Linked DNA regions of Mus musculus: region 1 is linked to region 2. The links are chromatin contacts, called in public HiCAR-type maps. All regions are on one chromosome and are shown on one strand. The core of a region is the stretch at or near the end of the contact, and the rest is flanking DNA. Distances in the headings are between cores, read along the strand shown.

What was found. HiCAR-type assays count read pairs that join an accessible place to other places.
Region 1: a HiCAR-type map of embryonic stem cells shows a contact between it and region 2, with 2.3 times the contacts expected there. The contact joins the enhancer-like site here to the promoter of Praf2 in region 2. A contact is called at or near these places in 3 of 39 promoter capture datasets (the HPC-7 cell line, hematopoietic stem and progenitor cells and pre-B cells), 1 of 484 Hi-C or Micro-C datasets (embryonic stem cells), 2 of 115 datasets of contacts at active chromatin or transcription factors (embryonic stem cells and extraembryonic endoderm stem cells) and 2 of 9 other capture datasets (liver and pancreatic islet).

The regions. Positions count from the first base shown.
Region 1 is chrX:8,049,254-8,056,003 of GRCm38.p6, forward strand. No RefSeq gene overlaps it. Among named protein-coding and RNA genes, the nearest start is that of Suv39h1, 22 kb to the right of the region's middle. Within about 2 kb of position 1,993, at least 7 of the 459 cell types and tissues checked have an H3K27ac peak or open chromatin away from gene starts, as enhancers often do. A contact at or near this core is called in embryonic stem cells, where this site is marked.
Region 2 is chrX:7,726,652-7,732,744 of GRCm38.p6, forward strand. Praf2 (PRA1 domain family 2) reads left to right here and starts at 1,920. Exons shown (of 3, transcript NM_138602.4): 1 at 1,920-2,111; 2 at 3,065-3,282; 3 at 3,617-4,412. The coding sequence starts at 1,933. The coding sequence ends at 3,756. It overlaps Wdr45 (WD repeat domain 45), which reads left to right. Exons shown (of 11, transcript NM_001290792.1): 7 at 35-114; 8 at 227-435; 9 at 519-620; 10 at 696-841; 11 at 1,099-1,550. The coding sequence ends at 1,208. It overlaps Ccdc120 (coiled-coil domain containing 120), which reads right to left. Exons shown (of 10, transcript NM_207202.2): 10 at 5,063-6,093.

The DNA.
Region 1 (6,750 bases), core at 743-3,242, 320 kb after region 2:
AGAGCTAGCTGCGCACCACTTGTTGATCTCTTTCTTGTCTTTGCTGCTCTTCACTTCTCTGAGAGAGGTACAGCTAAGAACTCCCAGCGTTCCTCCAGATCCCTCTTGCTGACTTGTGCCGAGGCTGAGGCCTGGCTGGCTCTGCTAGCTAGTGCCACCCGCTGCTGATTCCTGTTTGCTGTACCGACTCTACCGTACTGGACTGCTGGTGTATCTGTGAAGTGTTTGCGAGTGGATCACGCTGCTGCTGCTGCTGCTAACCTGGGAACTGAACTACTGATTTTCCGACAACACAGATGGAAGTTGCTCCAAAGAGCCATTTCTAAACAGGTCCACTTTCCCCATATCCTTTCTTTCCCATTACCTCTGGTTGGTGGTGGACTACAAGGGAGGTTAAAGTGTCTGAGAACCATCATTAAAAATAAGGGTTGAGGGCTGGAGAGATGGCTCAGCAGTTAAGAACACTGACTTGAGTTCAATTCCCAGCAATCACATGGTGGCTCACGACCATTTATAGTGAGATCTATTACCCTCTTCTAGTGTGCAAGCATACATGCATACAGAACATTGTATATATAATAAATAAATATGTCTTTAAAAAAATAAGGGTTGAAGTTACAGATTTGAGAAAATGCCTCTAGAAGATCAGAGTGTAAGTAAATTGATAGGGCATTTTCTTTTTTCTTTTCTTTCTTTCTTTCTTTTTTTTTTTTTTTTTGGTTTTTTGAGACAGGGTTTCTCTGTGTAGCCCTGGCTGTCCTGGAACTCACTTTGTAGACCAGGCTGGCCTTGAACTCAGAAATCCGCCTGCCTCTGCCTCCCAAGTGCTGGGATCAAAGGCGTGCGCCACCACCACCACCACCGGCGATAGGACATTTTCTTAATTAAGAAATTAATTAATGATTAATGAGGGAGGGCTCACTGTTAGTGGGGACATTCTTCGGCTACTGGTCCTGGGTTTATAAGAAAGCAGTCTGAGCAACAGTAAGCAGTAAGGAGCAAGCTAGTAAGCAGCACCTCTCCATGGCTTCTACATCAGCTCTTGCCCAGTTTGAGTTCCTGTCCTGACTTCCTTCAATGATGAGCAGTGATGTGGAAGTGTAAGTCAAACCCTTTCCTCCCAAAGTTGCTTTTGGTCATGGTGTTTCATCAGAGTAATAGTAATTCCAACTAAGATAGACAGTATCCTAGAACTGGGGTACTCTTAGCTCCTTATGAGTATATATCCCAAAATTTTAAGTTGCTTTAATCATTCTGTGTTTTTTATCAAGATGTGGGGACTGTAATGTTGTGGGGTTTTGTTTCATGATAATGTGGTATACCATACTACTTGAAGTTTGTTAAATTTGGGGGGGACTAGGGAGTCTAGGCTCTGGGGTTCATCTCTGTGGCAATTTGAATAAAAATGGCCCCCATGTGCCCATAGGGAGTGGCACTACTAAGAGGTGTGGTTTTGTTAGAGTAGGTGTGTAGCATAGTAATTCTGGGGGCTTGTCTTCCCCACTTTTGCTCTGGAGTAAGGATGGGGTTTTAGTGCACGTGCTCTAGCCCATTTTAGCTCCTGAATAAATGACACAGGAACGTAATAAATTTATTAACAAGCTGTAGGCACTCTGCTGGGCAGATTCTCCTCTATTCTAATCCTCTGAGGCTGCCTACTTCCCAGCCACATGGCCCTTTACCCACATCGGAGGCTTTCCCCACCTTGCTCTATTCCCTGTGTCCTCATGGCTGCTCTCTCATTGCACCTCAAGGTGAGTTCAACTTGTCCCTCTTTCTCTTCTTCCTCTCTCCTTTCTCTTCCTTCCCCCCTCTTTTGGCTTGGGACCCCCAGACTGGGATGGGATGTCCTGCCCAGCTATAAGCAAAATCACCTCTTTATTAATCAATACGAGCTGTGGAAAAGAATCTTTACACATTCCTGAGACTGGAGATGCTCCAAATAGCATGACAATGCTCATCTCTGGACTGCCCGGGGAGCTCTGTGCACAGCAATCAGCATCTGAATACACAGTGCACAAACCACCACCCAATATAGGTGTGGCATCTTGGGTGAAGATGTTGCTGTAGGGGCAAGTTTTGAGGTCTCAAATGCTTTTTTTTGTTTGTTTGTTTGTTTTTGTTTTTGTTTTTGTTTTGTTTTGTTTTGTTTTTTTCGAGACAGGGTTTCTCTGTGTAGCCCTGGCTGTCCTGGAACTCACTCTGTAGACCAGGCTGGCCTCGAACTCAGAAATCCACCTGCCTCTGCCTCTCAAGTGCTGGGATTAAAGGTGTGCGCCACCACGCCCAGCAAGTGCTCAAACTTTGATAAGGTTGTAGAACTCTCCCCTCAGCTCCTCTAGTACCACATCTGCCAAACGCCGGCCACCATGCTTCCTGCCATATGGACTAAACTCTTGAAACTGTAAGTCAGCCCCAATCTTTTCCTTTATAAAAGCTCCTTTATAAAAGTTTATAAATGTGGAGGCTGGAGAGAAGGCTTAGAGGTTAAGAGCACTGATTGCTCTTCCAGAGGTCCTGAGTTTAATTCCCAGCAACCACATGGTGGCTCACAACCATCTGTAATGGGATCTGATGCCCTCTTCTGGTGTGTCTGAAGACAGCCACAGTGTAGTTCTATATCTATATAAAATAAAATCTTTTTTTTTTTTTTTTTTGGTTTCTCGAGACAGGGTTTCTCTGTATAGCCCTGGCTGTCCTGGAACTCACTCTGTAGACCAGGCTGGCCTCGTCTAAAGGCATGCGCCACCATCGCCAGCTTAAAATAAATCTTAAAAAAACAAAAGAAAACAGTCCTTTCCTTGTACCTTGCCTTTGGTGACTAGTGCTGTCCCTTTGGCCCCTGCTATTCTTGGGGTCTAACTAGAAAAACAAACCTTTGATGGTATTAAGAAGAGTATGTCTTCAGAGCTCTGCCTTGTGGAGGACTAGAGTTCTTTGGTTTTATTTGTTTGTTTTTAAGACAGGGTTTCTCTGTATAACTACCCTGGCTTTCCTGGAAGACTGGCTTTGTAGACTAGGCTGGCCTTGGGCTCGCAGAGTTCCACCTCCTGAGTGCTGAGATTAAGCCTCCACACCCGTAGAGGACTAGGTTTTAAACAACAAAGCCACTTCCAACACTTCAATTTATTTGAGCCTTAGAATCCTTTTCTCAACACTTAGTCAAAAGATACCAAGCTCCTCCAGTTCCTCCTCAGTAGGCTATCATCTCTGGGCCAACCAATCAAATCAACTCTTGGCACCTTTTAATACTGAGCTTCGATATTAAACCTAGAATCTCTGCATAGAGGGCCCATACTGATAAACTCAGCCTGATCCAGGTTCATGTTCTGTCCACCATTACCTATGCTCAGACCGCTGCTTGAATGAAATTAGCAAATCTCTTAAGTTCTTTCTTGGTGTCCTCCACCTCCCTGAGGACCTCACTTTCTCACATCTAGGCCCTTGTTACAGGTCTAGAGGCAGTGGTGAACAAAACATAGAGACATCTGCCTGATTGTCTCCTTCAAGGAAAGTCACTCCTGGCTCCATTGGGGCGGGGGGTGCAGTGGAGAGGAAAGGCCATATACATCCTCTGCTTGGGTCTGTTTTTCAGCAACTTGGGCTCTGTGGCAGCTGGAGAGATTTTTTCTTCCAGGACTCACTTTCTGATTGTTTCTGTGCATCTTGAGTTGGCTACTTTTATCAGTGAGCTCATTGTTTTCCTCTGTATTTTATCCAGAGACACCAGCATCAATATTGTCTTTGCCTTCCTAGGAAGTCTTTGCTCTGAGGAGGTCTATCAGGAATATCAAAGGATTTACTTTGCATAGCCTCGCCCTCTCCATGTTCTGCAGGGAAGGTTCCTTGAGTTGGAGAAAGAGCTCTAGATACCACAGCACCCACTAGAGAAATTCATCTTCAGGATTCTGTTTCTCCAGAACTTCTGGTACTGAAACCTGATGTTTCAGGGCTTCTCTAGGGAATTGAACCAACAGAATGAATCTGTATTTTAGAAGAGATTGTCTTGTCTTAGCATGCATATACATGCATTCTCCCTCCCACTACACACACACACACACACACACACACACACACACACACATACACATACACACACCAGCAGCACGGTCTTGTAGCAGTTAAATGACTGAGGAGGGAGGGAGGGAGGCAAGCTTTTTGGTTTTGCCCCTTGATCTTCACTCTTGTGGGCATATCTATCTCCACCTCTGCCCCTGCTGTTGACTTTGCTGATAGTTAGGTCGAACCAGCCTTAGTTAGGTCGAACCAACCTTTTCAAGTTTCCCGTACAGACCGAAGACTAGCAGCTCTTCCAGAATCTTCCAGGCCTTCAGTGCCAAACTGGGACTACTGAGATATGGCAGCCTCGTGGACTGAGCAGCTGCTAGATTCTGTCTCTCTGGAGTGATACAGCCATCATCAAACCAAGTCATAAGCCAATCTAATTTTGTTTCGTTTTCTTTCTTGGACAGGGTTTCTCTATGTATTCCTGGCTGTCCTTCCTCCAGTGCGCTATGTAGACTAGACTAGTCTGGAACCTACAGAGATCTTCCTGTCCCTGCCTCCAGAACAGCCCAATGAGTCCCATTTGAATGCATATTCATTCTGTTCTTGTAGAGAACCCCACAGGGCTCCACCGTCCTGAACGCTCTCTTGTCAGATCTCTCTTCTCTGACTCGGTTATTTTGAGGTTTTTTTTTTTCTTCTTTGCCTTTTTTTCTCCTTTTGCTGCTCTACAGATAGAACCCAAAACCAGGCTGGAAGCAGGCTATTATAAAACAAGACTACAGCCGGGTGGTGGTGGTGCATGCCTTTAATCCCAGCACTTGGGAGGCAGAGGCAGGTGGATTTCTGAGTTCCAGGCCAGCCTGGTCTACAAAGTGAGTTCCAAGACAGCCAGGACTATACAAAGAAACTCTGTCTCGAAAACAAACAAAACAAAAACAAACACAAGACTACTTCATGTCTTCGCACTTTCTGGACACAGGCACACAGCCAGTTCCCTCTCTACTTTTTGCTGCTGCTGCTGCATTTTGTCAGCCAGGTGCCTCCACCAGTATGCCAGTGTCCCATACTGTTCATAACCTCCGGCCATCAGAATTGTGAGCTGAAAAGACCTGTTTTCTGTATAAAGTACCCTGCCTCCAACATTTTGTTACAAAAACGAAATAGAACAAGACAGTGCGTTCATTTATCAAGGGGTAAGGTATCCTTTGTTTAATCAATTGCCCTAGCTTGCAAAGTATCTGCTTGTGTGGCTCTAAGATTGTGTGTGGCTTCTTATTGCAGAAGTAGGAAATGAACACGCTGTTCTGGGTTTCAATGTGTCTACATGACTGGTAGTATAGATCTACAGACACTGTGAGCTCAGCTACACACTGTGTTTCCAGTGGTGAAGCTACACTCTCTGCGCATGGGTGTGGGTGAGACTGAGAGGGTTTTGAATGTTTTATGGGTACCCTAGAATTTGTGATCTCTAAACAATTGGTATGCACATATCACAGTATGAAAAGCTTCTAAGCTGAGTTATGTGTGTGAGGGTAATATTATAGTAAATGAGCTATTTTAATTTGGGGGGATTATATCCAAATTGTTTAGTCTCATTTAAGGGAGGCATTTTATTCCTTTTATTATTTATTCATTTTTGATTTTTTTCCAGACAGGGTTTCTCTGTGTAGCCCTGGCTGTCCTGGAACTCACTTTGTAAACCAGGCTGGCCTCGAACTCACAAATCACAGAGATTCGCGTGCCTCTACCTCTGGAGGATTGGGATTAAAGGTCTTTGTGTACCACAACTGCCCTGCTGCAGGGAAATGGTTTCTGTTGAGGCCTCTCCTGTTTTCTGGTGACTCAGTGCATGAGCTTCTTGATTTGTTCATGGATCTAGATTACAACATGTCAGATCTAGGATCTATCTCTGGCGTTTTCCTGGTAGGGGAGGTCTCTGACTTGACTAAGGTGGTACATTACAGGAGACCTGTTGCATTTGTGGGTGATTCAGGTGCTATACAGCTTTGTATTTTTTGTAACATGAATCCATGGATGTGGACTTTTGATCTATTTCTCAGGGCCTTGATTTGGAAGTCTGGTTTCTTTGTGGGTCTATGGGCAGACCTCCAATCTGTTTGTGGTCACATATTCTAGGACTTGAGCTCCCTCACCAGTCTGATGCCAGGATATGAACTAGTATTAGGACTCTGAAGTGCCTGCAGCCTCTGAGGTTCTTGATACATGGTCAAGCTGTGAAACCTATAACTTCTTTCTTGGTATATATCTCAGGGTATGAGTAAATCAAATTATGTAAATTCTTGGATCCATCTGCAGATAAATGAGGGTGTGAGAGGTCTGTGATCTCTTTAAGTCTGTGTCTGGGTCCATACATTAGGGCAGTGTGGTCCCTGATTAAGTTGTGCATATATATGTACAGGGTGTATATCTTTGCTGCTTCTGATCTCTGCAGGCGGATCCCTGTGAGTTCAAGGCCAGCCTGGTCTACAGAGTAAGTTCCAGAACAGCTGGAGCTACATAGAGAAATCCTGTCTTGAAAAAATAATCAAAAATAAATAAATGAAAAATAAAAGGAAAAAAATGCCACCTCCCCAAAATAAGGCTAAACAACTTGGACATCCCTCTGTTGATGTGGATCCCAAAACGTGAATTTCCTAAACTAATCTTAGGGATGTTGGATGATGTTAAATGTCCGATGTATTCACTGGTGAGAGGACAATAAAATGTGATGTCTTTTATCTG
Region 2 (6,093 bases), core at 670-3,169:
ACCTGCCCATCCCCACTTCATCCTCACCACTTAGGGCTGTGTGACCTCTGTCCAAGCCTGGAGAAGCAGCTGCTCGTGTTTCCTGGACACAAGTGTGGAAGTCTGCAACTTGTGGTGAGCCAGCTAGCGGGCAAGGGTGGAGAGCTGGGTGAAGTGCCTGTCTTTGGGAACGTTGGTCCCTCCTCCGTTAACACCCCCAAGCCCAATCTGCTCCCTCCTACTCCAGGATCTCGCAAGCACAAAGCCTGGTACTTCGTCGGCGCCATTCACTATCAATGCACATCAGAGTGATGTGGCCTGTGTGTCCCTGAACCAGCCAGGCACTGTAGTGGCGTCAGCCTCCCAGAAGGGCACCCTTATTCGTCTCTTTGATACCCAATCCAAGGAAAAGCTGGTAGAGCTTCGAAGAGGCACCGACCCTGCCACCCTGTACTGGTGAGCACAGGACGTGTGTGGTGGGCTGCTTATGTTTCAGCACAAGTCGTTATGGTGGACTTCATTACGGGTCTGTCTTGCAGCATTAACTTCAGCCACGACTCCTCCTTCCTCTGTGCTTCCAGTGACAAGGGCACTGTCCACATCTTCGCTCTTAAAGACACCCGCCTTAACCGCCGCTCTGCGTGAGTATCTTCACCCTCCTATCCCAATCCCTCTGGCCGCGTGACATGCCTGGACTTACCAAACGCTGCCAACAGGCTGGCTCGTGTGGGCAAAGTGGGACCTATGATTGGGCAATACGTGGACTCTCAGTGGAGCCTGGCCAGCTTTACTGTGCCTGCTGAGTCAGCCTGCATCTGCGCCTTTGGTCGAAATACTTCCAAGAATGTCAATTCTGTAATTGGTGAGTGACAGCAGCCCCTTGATTTGTGGTACTAAGTGGGTAAAGGACTACAGGTCCCCTAAAAGAATTTAAGGGCTATCAGAGCTGGAGGAAACTGGAACATGATGCCATTAGTAAGGGGTGTGGCACTTGGGGAGGGCCCTGGAGTTAGACCATTAGCCCCAGTGGGACACCCGAGGGGATTGGGGTATGTGGCTGGGCACCTAACCTTTCACAACACCTTCACCACCACCACCACCACCACCACCACCCCCCAGCCATCTGTGTAGATGGGACCTTCCACAAATATGTCTTCACTCCTGATGGAAACTGCAACAGAGAGGCCTTTGACGTGTACCTTGACATCTGTGATGACGAGGACTTCTAAAGCATCCTGGCAGCTGTACTGGGAACCTACAGTACCGATGGCCGGCCGAACTGAGTCTTGAGGGTGTTGAACCAGCCAGCAAGCATAAATGAGCCTTTCACTCTGCATCAAACACAGCTGTGTCTAAATAAACAGCTCGCTTCCACGAGCACTTTTTGTGACTGGAGTGCTAAAGGCCAGAGGACAGCTTAGTCTGTCCCTGGGCCTCCTAGTCTGGAAAACACCAGGGACCCAAAGGGATTATACTAATCCAACCTAAGGATTTAAAAATAATGGTTACCAGGAGATAGTCTCTGTAATGTATATGAATAAAAGGCCTTTGAGTGGCATTTATGACTTGACCTCAAGGGTGGGGCGTGCTTTCCCGGGCGCAGCGTAACCTTCTAGGAACCTGTCGGGAAGTGGAAGCCAGCTTGGGATCTGACTTCCTAGTTTTAGCATATTCATTGTTGAGTCAACCCCAGCCTGTACTGTCCGGTGGTGCCCCGCCCAGGGGTAAAGAGTTTTGAGCTGCTCGCCGCGTGGCGACGCTTGGTTTCCCAGCAGTCTCTGCTACCCGAGTTGGTAGTTTCTGGTCACATTCATGTTTGCAGCTGCGCAGTATGCATACGTTGCTAGTCGGCGGCTCCCTAGACTCCATTTCCCAATGTGCCTCACGGTGCTGTGAGTGATAACTGGGTGTTGTAGTCTCGCCGCCCTTCGGGCTGGTCCAGCAACCCGCAGGATGTCGGAGGTGCGGCTGCCACCGCTGCGCGCCCTAGACGACTTTGTCCTGGGGTCTGCGCGCCTGGCGGCTCCTGATCCAGGCGATCCACAACGATGGTGTCACCGCGTCATCAACAACCTCCTCTACTACCAAACCAATTACCTTCTCTGCTTTGGCATCAGTCTTGCGCTGGCCGGGTGAGGGAGGGAGGTAGCGATTGGCTGAAGATACTAGCGGGACGCAGGGTGGGCTTGCGGGTCTTTGAGAAGGAGGGGGATCTAAGGGAAATGCTAGACTGAGTAGTGTGAGTTCGGGAGAATATGAAGGTCTGGGGGGCATGGGTGGAAAAATTTGAAGGAAGCAGATCTTTGTTATAAGGAGGGCCATGGAGGTGGGATGGGGGAGGTGTCTGGAGGAAAGACACAGGACCTGGGTAGAAAAGGGAGGAGGGCTGAGGTGGAGTGTGGGCTAGGAAGTGGACTCTGGACTTAAGGAAGGACTGATATGGGGATGTGAGAGTACCTAAGAGGTTCAGCGATATGAGTGGCAGATTAGGGGAGCCCTGGAAGGGTTAATCCAGAGGTGGAGGTGTAGTAAAGTCAGGGCTTGGGAAGGGAGCTGGTAGAGAAGCTGCTCCTATTGGGCCCAGAGGGAAGACCTACTAGACTCGAGAAGCTTGCGGCCAAAAACAGACGATCTAGAAGAGGGACTTGGGCAGGGTTGTGAGAGTGGGACTGAAACCAAGCAACTGGGGGAGGGTGGCTCTATAAAAAACTAGGGTAGTGGGGGGCCTTTGGAAGGAGAATGACACCTGGAAGGTGCCTACATCTGACTGCAGGATGGGGGATCTGCCAGGGTTAAAATCAACGTAGAGGAATATGGGAGCAGATGTAGGAATACCAGAAAGAAATCCTGCAGATTGAAAGGCAAAGACCAGAGAAGTGTTGGCAGCCTAGGACCTCTAGCAGGAAGTGAGGGTCTGGTAGGATTGTAGGATCGAAGAGGAACTGAGAGTCCACAGGAATTGCTGGAGTGGAGAGGGGCCTGGTGAGACTATGCCGGGATGCTAATTCCAGAAACAGGGAACAAATCTCTTGGGGTCCAGAATTGGATGTACAATGAGGCTAGCTGAGTGCTCTTGTTCCTGCAGGTACATTCGTCCGCTGCACACCCTCCTGAGTGCACTGGTAGTGGTGGTGGCCCTCGGGGTGCTGGTGTGGGCTGCTGAAACCCGTGCAGCTGTGCGCCGCTGCCGTCGCAGCCACCCTGCTGCCTGCCTGGCTGCAGTGCTTGCCATTAGCCTCTTCATTCTCTGGGCCGTGGGTGGCGCCTTCACCTTCCTGCTCAGCATCACAGCGCCTGTGTTTTGTGAGTCTCGACTCTCCCTGCTAGAGCTGGGGAAGACGGTCAGCTCATGCTTGAACATCAGGCCTGCCTGGCACTGGTTTCTGAACTAAGAGAGGACTAGAAACCCTGGAGGACAGACATGCTTCCATTAAGTGTGTCTTCCTTGGCTTTGGTCCTCTGGGAGCATCCCTCTATTACCTTTGTGGGTGTTCCAGGGTTAAGTGCCTTAAACTGTCCAAGTCCCAATTTACTGGGATGTCCTTCCTGGCCACATCCCCCACAGCAGGCTTTGAGAACTCACCACTCCATTAGCCTGCCTCTGAGTGAATTCCCCATTTCTTGGTATCGCCTACAGTGATCCTGCTGCATGCTTCACTGCGTCTGAGAAACCTTAAAAACAAGATTGAGAACAAGATCGAGAGCATCGGTCTAAAGCGGACACCAATGGGATTGCTTCTAGAGGCACTGGGACAGGAGCAGGAAGCTGGATCCTAGGACCTTGGCATCTACACCCTGGACGTAGAGGACCCCCACCCCATACCCAAGACCAACCCTTTTCCTAGCCATTAAAATAGGTGCCTAGAGTCCTCTGGCCTGGCCAAAAAGAGACACCTGTGATTGATCACTGCAGCCCCAAACTAGTCATCTCTTAGCCTCCAGCCCCTGTTACCTAGGGACCAAAGTCTTCCTCGGTCCTGAATTTGAGACTCAGTCACCTACTTCCAGTCTTGAAACTGGACTTTTAAGCCAGAGCATCTGTGGCCAATCTCAAAACTGGACCCCAAGATACTCCTCTGACCCAAATGTGGGACTCACTAGTCTTCCATACGTCAAAGCTAGGCCCTAAGGCAGGACATTCTCAAATCTTGAGCTCTAAAGATTTTTCAGACCCCACACAGCTTGGAATATAGGTTATAAGACCTGGCCAAATCTTGAGCCTAATGAGTCCACACTGAGCCCTTAACCCCAGACGACCCTAGCCCTCAGCAGTCCCAATAGCCTCCCTCCAACCGTTAAGAGGGTCTCTTCCTCCCTCACAGTGTTCTCAGTATCAAGGACCAACATGTGGGGCTGGCTAGGGATAGCCCCAACTGGGAAAGGGACACATATAATAGTGTTGCTACAACAATAAAGCCTTTGAATCTCAAGCTAGTTTGGCCTCCTGTGTGAAGTCTTTGTACCTTTCAATGAACAACCCAGTGGCTGTCTTCAGTTCTGCTGGACACTACCTGGCCTGGTGTATGTATAGGTGCTGACTGCTATGGTCCCCATACCTGCTGCTTCTGAGTTAGTTAAGACAGAGGGATACACAAATATGTACTATCATTTTGGATTGTCTCTGGTTCTAAGTGGGCTAGGGATATAAGCGCAGGGAGGCAAAGAAGCTGCCCCATCTCACAAAGTGAGGGAAGTCAAAACATGACAGCTGGGCATGGTGGGTGGTACATGCAATTCCAGCTCTGGGGAGGCTGAGACGGGGACTATGAGTTGTGGGCAGCTCTGGCTACATACAATCTACTTCTAGGTAACAAAACATGGCATTATTATAAGCTATTTCCAGTTGGTTTTCTTGCCATAGATAAATTTTTTTTTCTGGCTGGGCATGATTGTACATGCCCTTTATTCCAGTACAGGTGGATCTCTGAGTACAGGGACATAGTAAGTTCCAGAGTTCCAGGCAAGCTAGGGCTACACACTCCTGGTCCTGGTCAGTCATTCATACACACACACACATACACACATACACACACACACACATTGACCTAACTAGAGGTGTGAAACAGACAGAGACTCAATCAAGTTCAGTTTATACATTTATTATAGAAATCCCCTTCCAGTGTGAGTAGTGTCTTGGGCCCAGATCCATTGGTACAAAAAGAAAATTTTAAACACCAGGTAACGGGGGCAGGGGAACCCCCAGCTCCAGAAAGTCACAGACAATATAGAAAACACAGCTTATGTGGATTTGTTTAAAAAGTGGTAAAAGAAGGAATGCCAAGGAGGACATGATGTGGCCTGCAACCCATGGCCAGATGTCACCTGAGGGTTTGACTGGCATGTACTAGCTGCCAGGTTTAGCCACTGCAGCATCACAGGATGCAACATACTCAAATGGCTCTGTTTCTTGACAACCTCTTGTACGGCCTTCTGATTGGGCAGAGACAGAGACAGAGCTCCTTCAGGTACCCCCACTTAGACTTCCATCCTTCCAAATGTGGACAGAAGCCCGCTGCCCATCTGCTCAAAGACTCTAGCGGGAGGAAGCAGGGAATTCTGTTCCCAGCAGTCTCCCAGCCCCAGAGACTCTTTATGGTCCATTTTGTTGAGGCAGGGTGGTGGTGGCTCTGGAATGGAACAGGTTGGTCATGGGGACAGGAATGAACCCAACCAGGAACGAGCTCACAGTTTCCCTTTTATAAAACACCTAGTGTTGGGCAATGACAGAGTACTAAATCACAACTGTAAACAGAAATGGAGGGAGGGGTAGAGTCTTTGAAGCTAGCTGGGGCCCTCCAGTTCCCCCAGCACAGGATGAGAAGAGAAGCAGGAGTATCAGATATCTTCCTGGGCCAAAAAGAAGCCAGGGGTCCTGTGAGATCAGGCAAGTGTCCCTCAGGACAAAGAGCCACCACATCTCAGGGCTCAGCGAGGTTGACTGTGTGCTCCTCAGACTGGAGTTTGTCCAGACCGACACAGGGCTTAGGGTCAGACCAGTGTCCCTGGTGTCTGGGTGTCAGAACTGGAAGACGGCTCCCCCTCTAGCGTCAGGTCACTTAAACGAGCGCTCAGCTCCGGGGGATACAGGAAATCCGTGTAGTATCTTTAGAAAGG